2 separate regions of the Mus musculus genome follow, and region 1 is linked to region 2. A link is a contact called in public HiChIP or PLAC-seq data. All regions are on one chromosome and are shown on one strand. The core of a region is the stretch at or near the end of the contact, and the rest is flanking DNA. Distances in the headings are between cores, read along the strand shown.

Region 1 (4,986 bases), core at 1,302-3,801, 70 kb before region 2:
AAAAGACAGCACACAGCAGAGCCAAGGCTATGCATGACAAAAATATTAGCCAACAATAGACAGGAAAAAAAAAATCCTCCAAAATCTGCAAAAGGACTAGAGTGTCCCCTCTCATCACTTTCATTCATCAAAGTATTCTCTTAGCTAGAGCAGTAAGAGAATTAAAAGATAGACAATTTATCTATATTTGCTTATTAAACACACCTAAAGACTTGACCAGAAATGTCCTAAGCCCACAGGATACAAATATACATATATATCATATCAGTAGCTTTCCTATAAGTCAATTAGCAAACTTTGTAAATAAAAAAAAAAAATCAAAACAAATATCCTGTGATAGTTTAAAAATAAATAAAACACCCACCAATGGACCTACACAAAAAAGTAGAAGGAAGACCTCTGCATGAAACTTTTAAGATCTGAAAGATACTGAATTTTTTTTTACTGTATTGAAAGACCTTCTACACTCATAGACAGGTGGAAGTAATATTCTGAAAAAATAATGTACCAAAAGGTGCTACAGCAGATCCAATGCCAGTGCCTACCAAAATTTTAGTTTTTCACAGAACTAGAGTTCATATAGAAACATAAAATACTCCAAAGAGCCAAAGGAACCTAAACACAAAGAATACTACTGGAAAGCCAGGACTGATGGTACATCTGTGATCCCAGCACTTGGGATGGTGAGGTAGGGGCATCACTAGTACTTTGAGCAGCCTGGGCTACAAAGTAACCTCCAGACCAACCTGGTTCAAAGAAAGACCACTACTGTCAACACAATTCAGCAGGGTCTAGGGAGATGGCTCACTGAGTGCTCACTCTTCCAGAGGACCTAGGTTCATTTCCCAGCAACCACATGGTGGCTCACAACCATCTAGAACTCCAGTTCCAGTGGATCCAATGCCCTCTTCTGGACCCCATGGGCACTGCACACACATATTATACAGATAAAAATGCAGACAAAACACCTGTACACAAAGACATTTAAAAAAGGAAAAAAAAGAAAAAGAAAAAAAGGAAGAAAGGCGGGAAGAAGGAAGGAAGGAAGGAAGGAAGGAAGGAAGGAAGGAAGGAAGGAAGGAAGGAAGGAAACTAACACTGACCCAAAACATTTTAATGCCTGACCTCAAATCACTCCACAGACAACATGGTACCTGAACAGAGTTACCCCACTATGAAATTTATAACAAAAGCATAAAAATATACATGGGAAAAGGCCTCTCCAAATAATGGTGCAGGGAAACTAGATATTCCCATGCAGAATAAAAATAGATTCTCATCTCTCACCTTGCACAAAAATCAACTCATACTGGATCACAGACCTTAATGTAAGATCTAAAACACTAAAATGTTGAATAACTTTCTGAAACAACTCCAATAGCACAGGAAATCGCCTCCATATCTGGCAAATGGGAAAACATGAAATTAAAAGGCTTCTGAACAGCAAAAGAAACAACTGTCAGTAATAAAAGTCAGTGTGAAGAATAGGCAGAGGTGTGTAAAATCACCTCCAACAGTACATTAGAGAGGCTAGTGTCTAGAATATATAAAGAAAATAAGACCTCCCAATTACTACTGAATACATTCTCAAAACAGTGAGGCTGAAATGATGGCTCAGCAGTTAAGAGCCCTGGGTGTTCTTTCTGAGGACCTAGGTTCAGTATCCAGCACCCATATAGTACCTCATAACAGTCTTATGACTACAGTCCCAGAGGATCCATCCTCCTCCACTGGTCTCTGAGGGCATAGCATGCACAAAAGTGTAAACACACATGCATGTAAAAACCCTTGCACACAAAATTATTATTATTATTATTATTATTATTATTATTATTAATTGTTATACACATTTTTAAATTGTATGTATTCTAAATATTTGAAAAACTGTTCAATAACCTTATCAATTTGGGGAATACAGTAGTGCTGAGATTCCAATGCACCACAAAAAGAATGGCTAACAGCAAGAGAATAGCAAACACATGCTGAGAAGTGGGAGAGAGTAACCCCTCCACTGCTGGTAGGAAAAATAAGTATAGCCACTATGGAAATCAAAAACTGTCACCTGACCCAGACATAACCTTTCTGGGCATGTCGTAGAAACGTCTACATACCACAGAGCAATACCCAAGAGATAGAACCTGCCTAGATGCCTTATAAACTGATAAAAAAGATAAAGAAAATGTGATTAATGTACAAAATAGAATTTTATTTAGCCTTACAAAACACTGAAATCAAGACATTTACAGGAAAACATATATTCCACATCTGTGCTAAGATAACTCTGACTTGGAAAAGTCAACTACCACATTTTCTCCCTATGCAAATCCTAGAATTTAGTTCTTTTACAAGTATTATTAGGGGTGGGGATGTCCTAGAAAGGGGTCCTTGAAAGAGAAGAAGAGAGCTTAAGGAGGAGGAAGGTACATGAATTCAAGTCAGAGAAGCAAAAAGTTGCCAACAAAAAGAGGTGGGGGGAGAACAGCAGGAGTCAGGAAATGGAAGCAACTGGAGAAGTTCAGTAAGAACAAAGTATGAGTGAGAGCAGAGTAAGGAAACCTATTGCTTTGTATGCTAACTGTAAAGCCCAAGTACTAAGCCAGCTTAGTAAAATGGCTTAGCAGCAGAAGGCCAATCCTGCAAAGGCTGACATGGCTGGATCCCTAGGAAGGAGAACCAACTCCATAAAGTTGATACCTGACTTCTACCCATGAGTCAGGATGTACACACACATATAAACATTTAAAAATAAGAGTAATAAAACATTAAACTTTATAAATAAAAATGAAAGTTTCATAGTTAGGTTATCTTTGTGGTGATTAAACACCATGACTAAAGCAACTTGAGAAGGAAAAGGATTATTCAGTTTACACTTCCCATCACTGCTTATCATTGAAGAAGTTAGGGCAAGAATTCAAACAGGCCAAGAACCTGGAAGCAGGAGCTGAGGCAGAGCCCATGAAGGGTGCTGCTTATTAGCTTGCTCCTTAGAATTCCTTCAGCCTGCAATGTGATAGGACCCAGGACGACCACCTCAGGGGAGGCCTACCCACTATGGACTGGGCCTCCCCCTCAATCACTAAGAACAGGACTTAGCAGGCCTCACTGCGGCCCAACCTTAGGAGACATCTTCTCAGTTGACGTTCTCACTTCTATGCTCACTCTAGTTTGTTTCAGGTTGATATAAAACTAGTCAGCAGAGAAGATGGAATGACTCTTTCAGATCTACAAAAGTAGACTAATAACCAGCAGTTCTGCTGCATAAGAAACGTTCTACTAAGGCAGAACGCAATACCAGATGGATCCATTTACCATACAGTGGATAATGGGGTGAGGAGAATGGTAAGCCCTTAAGTAGCACTTCAAGGTGGGTGGTGAGTTTAAACGCCTACACCATAGAGCTTGACCTAACAGCCTAAAGCAGTAAGCCGGTACAATGAAGTGTTTCTATTAATCCAAAGCAGAGAGGGAAACTAGCTCAACAAGCAAGACCACTCCACATCATACATAAGCAGACCTCACATATAATCAGACTGAAAACAAATCAAGAGGGAAACACACAGACCATGCCAGCTCCACTACAGAGAGAGATGAAATGACAGCAGAAACATCAGGTACACAGACTGTCAGAGCACAGAATATGAGCACGGTAAAAAAGTAATAATAAAGGGCCACCACAACACAGAGGAAAAACAAAACACTAAGCGTTCATAAACCTCATCCTATTACTTCAAAATCAATAAAGCAAAAACAAAGTTCCACAAAGAAACAGAACTTAGGGCCGAGCAAGTTAAGTATCTTATTCTCTGTTACTGACTAAAGAGGGAACAGAAAAATCAGGAAATGCTAAATAAAAGATTTGAATATTATCAAACAAACTGGCCTAACAGATGTGAGAACAGTGAAATAAAATCAGCAATCAGCATTGGAGAGTTCTCAGGAAAGTAAAATCATCAGAAACTGAATAATGTGCTCCTAACAGTCAGTTATTCTAAGAAAATATTGGGCTGGGTGGCACAGGCTGAGAATCCCAGGGACACAGGGGCAGAAGAAGTTCAAGTTCCAGGCCAAACTAGGGTATATGTTTAGACCTGTCTCAGAAGGGGGGGATGGGAGGTGATCAGGTGATAGAAGTCTTGAGAGATGATGCCCACAGAATCTATTGTTACCTAGAAAAATAAGTTGGATGTACAGCCTCAAGACTATTTGCCTAGCAGAGTGAGGCCCTGGCTTCAACCTTCAGGACCACTGAGAATATAGCTTATATATATGTGCCCATATATATGTGTGTGCGTGTGTGTACATGTGTGTGTACATGTATGTATGTGTATGTACACGATTCAGTGGGTGAGGGAAATGCCTTTATGCACGGCAGCTCTCTATAAAAGCTGGAGGACAGAATGGCTTACATCACGCAGATCTGGAGAAGTCAAGTTTATGCTGCAAGGAGTGATGGTAGCACTCAATAGGTCCTCAAGACCCGACAGTAGACTGGCAATAGGCAGTAGCTGTTTGAGAAGGATTTCAGCACAGCCAGCCCAAGCAAATATTAATTCACTATAATTATATTGGATTTATTCCTGAATTTCCCCCATTGTTATCTGATTGAACCAATTTGGAATTAATTGTATGTAACAGATTTTAGGGCAAATGAAATGTAGTCTAGTGGGACTCTTTTATCCTTGAGCAGTAAAAAGTTGTTCTGAGGTTCACAGCAGCTGAGAGAACATACTGCAGACTCTGAGTGCAGCAGGATCTACAGTAAGCCTGTTTGATGCAGCAGAACAAGGTGCCACTGCTCCCCAACGATACTGTCCCTTCATGATGGTGAAATAAGCCATATGAGTCATCTGTGCTTAAAAACACCTCATAGCTCCAAGTGGTGGTGCATGCCTTATTCCTGATATCCCTGATGTAAGTAGGAAGATGGACGTTCAAAGCCAGCCTTCGGTACATGATGGTTTCCTTCCACGTTTGATACTCCACACG
Region 2 (5,046 bases), core at 1,676-4,175:
CCTAGAAGCAAGCCTTACTTTCCAAGTAAGCAAAGTAGGGTACAAACTGGATTGTAGCTAACTACTAAGCAAAAGTGTACATGCTTCACCCACCAACAAGACTCTGCCCAAACTGTGGACAAGCAGGACACTGGAGAGATGATTGTCCCGCTGTGTCTAGGCAAGGTACACCAGGTGTCTACACAGGAGACTCAGAGTTTCTGCGCCTGGCAGCGGAAGACTGACACTTCACGGAAGCCTCTGCCTTTGATGAAGCCATCAAAACCAAGGGAGACTAGGGTAATCCCCTAGGTACTTGGTTAGTCTTTGTCATTTTAATTAATACATAGGCCATTTGGATTAGGCTCTCAGCTATAATTTATCCTTCTCAAATCTCTGATGGCCCTGGCAGCTCGGATGACTAGGTTTGACAGAAACAAGCGGCTTCTTCCCCAAGGCTGCAAGCTACCTTATTGGTTTGTTTTATATGAAAAGATCAGGCTTTGCTTTTTCTGGAGCTACTAGGTCTCCTGCTGAGAAAGAAAGACAGTTTTGCCTTGATAATAGGCTTCCTGTTAACAGATAAACAGGTCTCAAATGTAACTTTATGAATTTGCTTTGCAATGATTATTCTCAGTAACTTGTGTCTCATGGTAAATGGTTGGATAAAAAAGATTTTAAGTATATGTAAGTTTGGAGGATCTAAGAAAAATGTTCTAAGGTGTGTAAAGGTCTCCGAATGTGGAATCTTAAGTCATTTCTGAGGGTCTAAGGAACTGTTTTGAGTTGTATAAGTACAAGTCCTAAAGGTATAAGAAAAGTAATTTAAGGTAATAAATGTTTCCGTTTTCTTTCCTTCTTCTATGCTATTATACTAAGATTTCAAAAGTTCAGAGTTTTAATATTGATCAATAGAGTACTTGTTGCGGGAAATATTAAAAAACAAACAAACAAACAAACAAACAAAAAACCACCTTCTTGGCAACTCTCCATCCTGGCAGGCCTGCTTTTATGGTAAGACTCTCTTGCCTGGAGCTACCAAAACATCTCCATCCAGCTCGATAGGTTCCCACTAGAGTGTCGCTACCACACCAGCCCCATGCTTGAAATCCCCCACGGCCTTTGTGGTGTACCTCAGGCAAACCCACGCTTTGCCACGGTACCTTTCTCTCTTGAACCCAGATGAGCCACTGTGTGAAGGAAAACTCAACATAAACTTAGTTCAGAAATGACAATGGTAACTCAAGCACTGGGTGCAACAACTAAAATCCTCACTTGTAAACCTTATTAAATCTAAATCTTCTGGTGGCAAATCCTGACGAATCCGCTGTTGAAACCGAGAGACATTCATAATTTCATCTTGTCCTGACACTATCCCTGTCCCAAAAAAGGCCTAACTCTCCTTTTCTTCCTCTGTCCAAACTGTAAGTTCCGCCTACTCGCCCAGTGATTGGCTCCTTTATTCATTAGGGGATTGGTTCACAAGAAGTCACCTGGTTATGACTCCCTCCTTGTCCAAAGTCCCTCCCAGGAGAGCAAAATTAGCATCAAACTACAAAGTAAGTTCCAGGACAGCCAGGGCTATACAGAGAAACCCTGTCTCGAAAAAAAACAAAAACCAACCAAACAAACAGCACCAGGGCTATCCACAACAAGTACTTATAAGCTGGTAAAGGACTTACTATTGTCAGTCGCAAGCACAAGATTTCAAATTTCCTTCAGTAGTTTTCTAAGTATAGACTTAAAGGTACTTCTCATTAGGCTATAAGCATCAGTGTCCAATCTGTATACATCCATCCTTCTGGAGAGAGAAAAGAATGTTCATTCGTTTTAACCCAGTGCCATAGCTTTCACTATGACTCAAAGGAGTGAGTTTACTCCAGCTGTCTTACAAACACCTGTTAGCTTTTCAAAAACATGGATTTCAGAGCAGTGGTGATGCTAATATATCTAAAACTTTTATCTCTTTTTGTAAACTAAAAAAAATGATGCAAGCTTTATGGAGTTGAGGGAGTCATAAGACTTGGATTCACCTCTCAAAAGTCAAATGGACTCCAGATAAGTATGGCCTAAGTTTTCCCACTTATGCATTTCTGAGCTGAGGGTGTGATCTCTCTTTCTGCCCTAGTCTTAGGTGTTCTCCCCCCAACCCCAAGCTATCAGGACGATGGTCTTGAAAGTTCCAAATTTAAGATTTCCCTTAAAGTTCCTAAACTTTTAACTTCAGTCCTTGGTTTATATCTATCTCACCAGATTTCTGCTTGGCTGAAAGACACAATTCAGGAATCAGCTGCACACTATAAACTGCTCCGAATGGCTGTTTGCCCTGGGCTTGCTGAAAGCTGATGTGAACCAGTCCAACTGACATCACTGCTCCATGCCTCTTCACCTGGGTCTGCTAACTAGCTGCTTCTGATAAATGCCCATTGCCTGAACCGCCTCCAGACCTTCAACTACTATTCTGTCTTCCTGGACACGGACAATGTTGTGGCATCTTAATTTCAGAAGGAAACTGTTGCAGAAGGGAGCATATTACCCCTTACAAAAGGCTGAAATGTTAGGTCAAAAGGAAAGTCTCTGTTATAGGGGACAAAATGGTGTTGTTTGCCGGCCTGTGGCCTACATGAACTGGGTACACCTGGGAGGCAGGCTGGGGCTGAAAGAGACTTAGACTTCGAGAGAAGATAATGGAGCCAAGACAACATTCTGATCAAGGCCTGAGAGTTTACTAAGAGAGTGTGCTTGGGGGGAGGGGGGGGAGGCCCATCCCACCCCCTCCCACCCCACCAGTCATTCTTGGTGTCTGGAGCCTGTAGGCGACTTGCAGGATAGGACGTGCCTCCGGAATATCTCAGGGGCCTCTCAGCAGGTAACAGTGTCTTGGAGGAGAGCAGTGTCAAGTGACAGAACAATAGAGCCATCTAGGTCAGAAGGCTCCACCCCAGGTGGTCTCATTCTCAGTGGCAGCAAGGCTTGCATCAGCCGGCTTCAGGCAGGGGAGGCTACAGTATGGTACCTATAGTGTCTATTATACCAATAGACAAGAAAAGGTGCTTATTAAAAGTCAATAGATTCAGATATATCAACAGGTAGATTCATTTGCTAGTAGTTCTACAATAGGATTAGGTACTTGATTTGCTCTATGTAAAGCAAGGAGGTTATTGTATGTCTTTAAGAGAAAAATCTTCTCTTTACACAAAGTCACTTGGAAATCGTTAGAGATTATTTGGCTGCACTAACAAAACATTGCAGAAAAAAATGGGACCCAAGATGAAATAAATGACTAGTTCCTATTTTTTTTTTTTTTTTTTTTCCTTTTTTGAGACAGGGTTTCTCTGTGTAGCCCTGGCTGTCCTGGAACTCACTCTGTAGACAAGGCTGGCCTCAAACTCAGAAATCTGCCTGCCTCTGCCTTTCGGGTGCTGGGATTAAAGGCACGCACCACCACGCCCGGCGCTAGTTCCTATTCTAATAGTAACTCTGATGTCAGTCATCACAGGTTCCCCCCCCTCCCCCCGCCCTGTTTCTGCTAAGTACCATTGGCCCTTGCACCTTGCATCATTAATGCCTTAACTAAATACATTAATTCCCACTAGGGTACCGCTAAGCTAATCATTATTAGATTCTAATATAAATAGATATCCAAAGTAGAGTCACACGTACATACATACACATACATACATACATACACACACACACACACACACACACACACAGAGACAGGAAAAGACAGACAGACAGATGCATATATAAAGGAACAATAGAGTAGGAGAGGCATAGGAGAATAAAGGATAAGGGGCGACTATGCTCTATGTACAAAACATATATGTAAGATCTGAAAAATTTTAGAAATATCATATTTTGGTTACTTATTTAAATTGCTTATTGTTCAATTTACTAAAACGTTGAACTGATTTTCTTTTTTATATTTTAATTTCAAGATGGTTTCACTGTGTAACCATAGCTTGACAGGAACTCAGTCTGTGTCCTGGACCTTGAGAGCCTCAAGCTTCAACTCCTAAGTGCTAGGGATTGCCAGGAGGTACCACCATGCCCAGCAAACATTTTGGGTCTTTTAAAATTACATTTTTTATTCTTTCTGGTTTAGATTTACTGATGTTCAAACAAGTACTATGTGAGGAATGGCAAGTAGGCAGTATAGACTAAAATCAGCATCCAGTCTCTTGCAGCTTCTGAAGTCTATGATTTTTTTTTTTATCAGATATTTTCAAGGTGCTAGAAAAGTACACACAGCTGACAGGTCCAACTCTCTATCTCTATGGGAAACATGATAATATAAAAGATTTATGGAAATGATGCTCTTCCTGGGAGAATGAAACAGAAGAGACTGATTTGCGGGTACAGCCAGCCAAAGAAAAATAATTTAGCACTCAGGGGCTAGTACACACCTTCTGTTTTCAAATATCTGATCAATGGGGAGCTAGAGGAGGCTCAGAAAGCAGATGTGGCATCTTTATTTTTAAAGAAATGGGAGAGAAATATTTCTAACTCACTCTAGTTCTCAATACTTACATCCTTTTTTGCCTCCTTGAAATGCATAGTGATTTAGAATGCTTTTATTTGAAAAGGAAATACTGAGGGATCTTTGTTATATGGATGCCTTAAGGACAAAAGAAAATACAAAACATCGAAACCTAAAATCATTATCTTAAGCCATTGGTCCTCAACCTCTCTAATTGTGTGACTATTTGATATAGTTTCTCATGTTGTAGTGAATCCCCCAACCATAAAAAATATTTTGTTGCTATTTCATAGCTATAATTTTGCAACGGTTATGAATCATAATGTAAATATCTGTGTTTTCCAATGGTCTCAGGCCGCCCCTATGAATGAGTCTCATGACCTCCAAAGAGGTTATATAACTCACAGGTTGAGAAATGCTGTCTTAAGCAGAAGAAAGCTCTACTTATCAATTTATCATGACATGTCATAGCCAGGCAGAGTGCCACATGCCTGGATTGGTTCAGGTACCTCAGTTGGTCTAAGCCTCTTCCAGGCAGCTTGACTGATATATCTGTTGCATCTAGGGAGCTGCTCACGTTTCAA

The links. HiChIP or PLAC-seq counts read pairs in DNA pulled down with a chosen protein or histone mark.
Region 1: a contact with region 2 is called in an H3K27ac HiChIP or PLAC-seq map of embryonic stem cells, with 7 read pairs. The contact joins two enhancer-like sites. A contact is called at or near these places in 1 of 15 datasets of contacts at CTCF or cohesin (CD8 T cells), 2 of 484 Hi-C or Micro-C datasets (both in embryonic stem cells), 2 of 115 datasets of contacts at active chromatin or transcription factors (embryonic stem cells and memory CD8 T cells) and 2 of 9 other capture datasets (adipose tissue and liver).

What each region holds. Positions count from the first base shown.
Region 1 is chr3:22,105,721-22,110,706 of GRCm38.p6, reverse strand. The region is part of intron 1 of Tbl1xr1 (transducin (beta)-like 1X-linked receptor 1); the gene reads right to left. Among named protein-coding and RNA genes, the nearest start is that of Tbl1xr1, 32 kb to the right of the region's middle. Within about 2 kb of position 2,551, at least 8 of the 459 cell types and tissues checked have an H3K27ac peak or open chromatin away from gene starts, as enhancers often do. A contact at or near this core is called in embryonic stem cells, where this site is marked.
Region 2 is chr3:22,036,015-22,041,060 of GRCm38.p6, reverse strand. No RefSeq gene overlaps it. Among named protein-coding and RNA genes, the nearest start is that of Tbl1xr1, 38 kb to the left of the region's middle. Within about 2 kb of position 2,925, at least 20 of the 459 cell types and tissues checked have an H3K27ac peak or open chromatin away from gene starts, as enhancers often do. A contact at or near this core is called in embryonic stem cells, where this site is marked.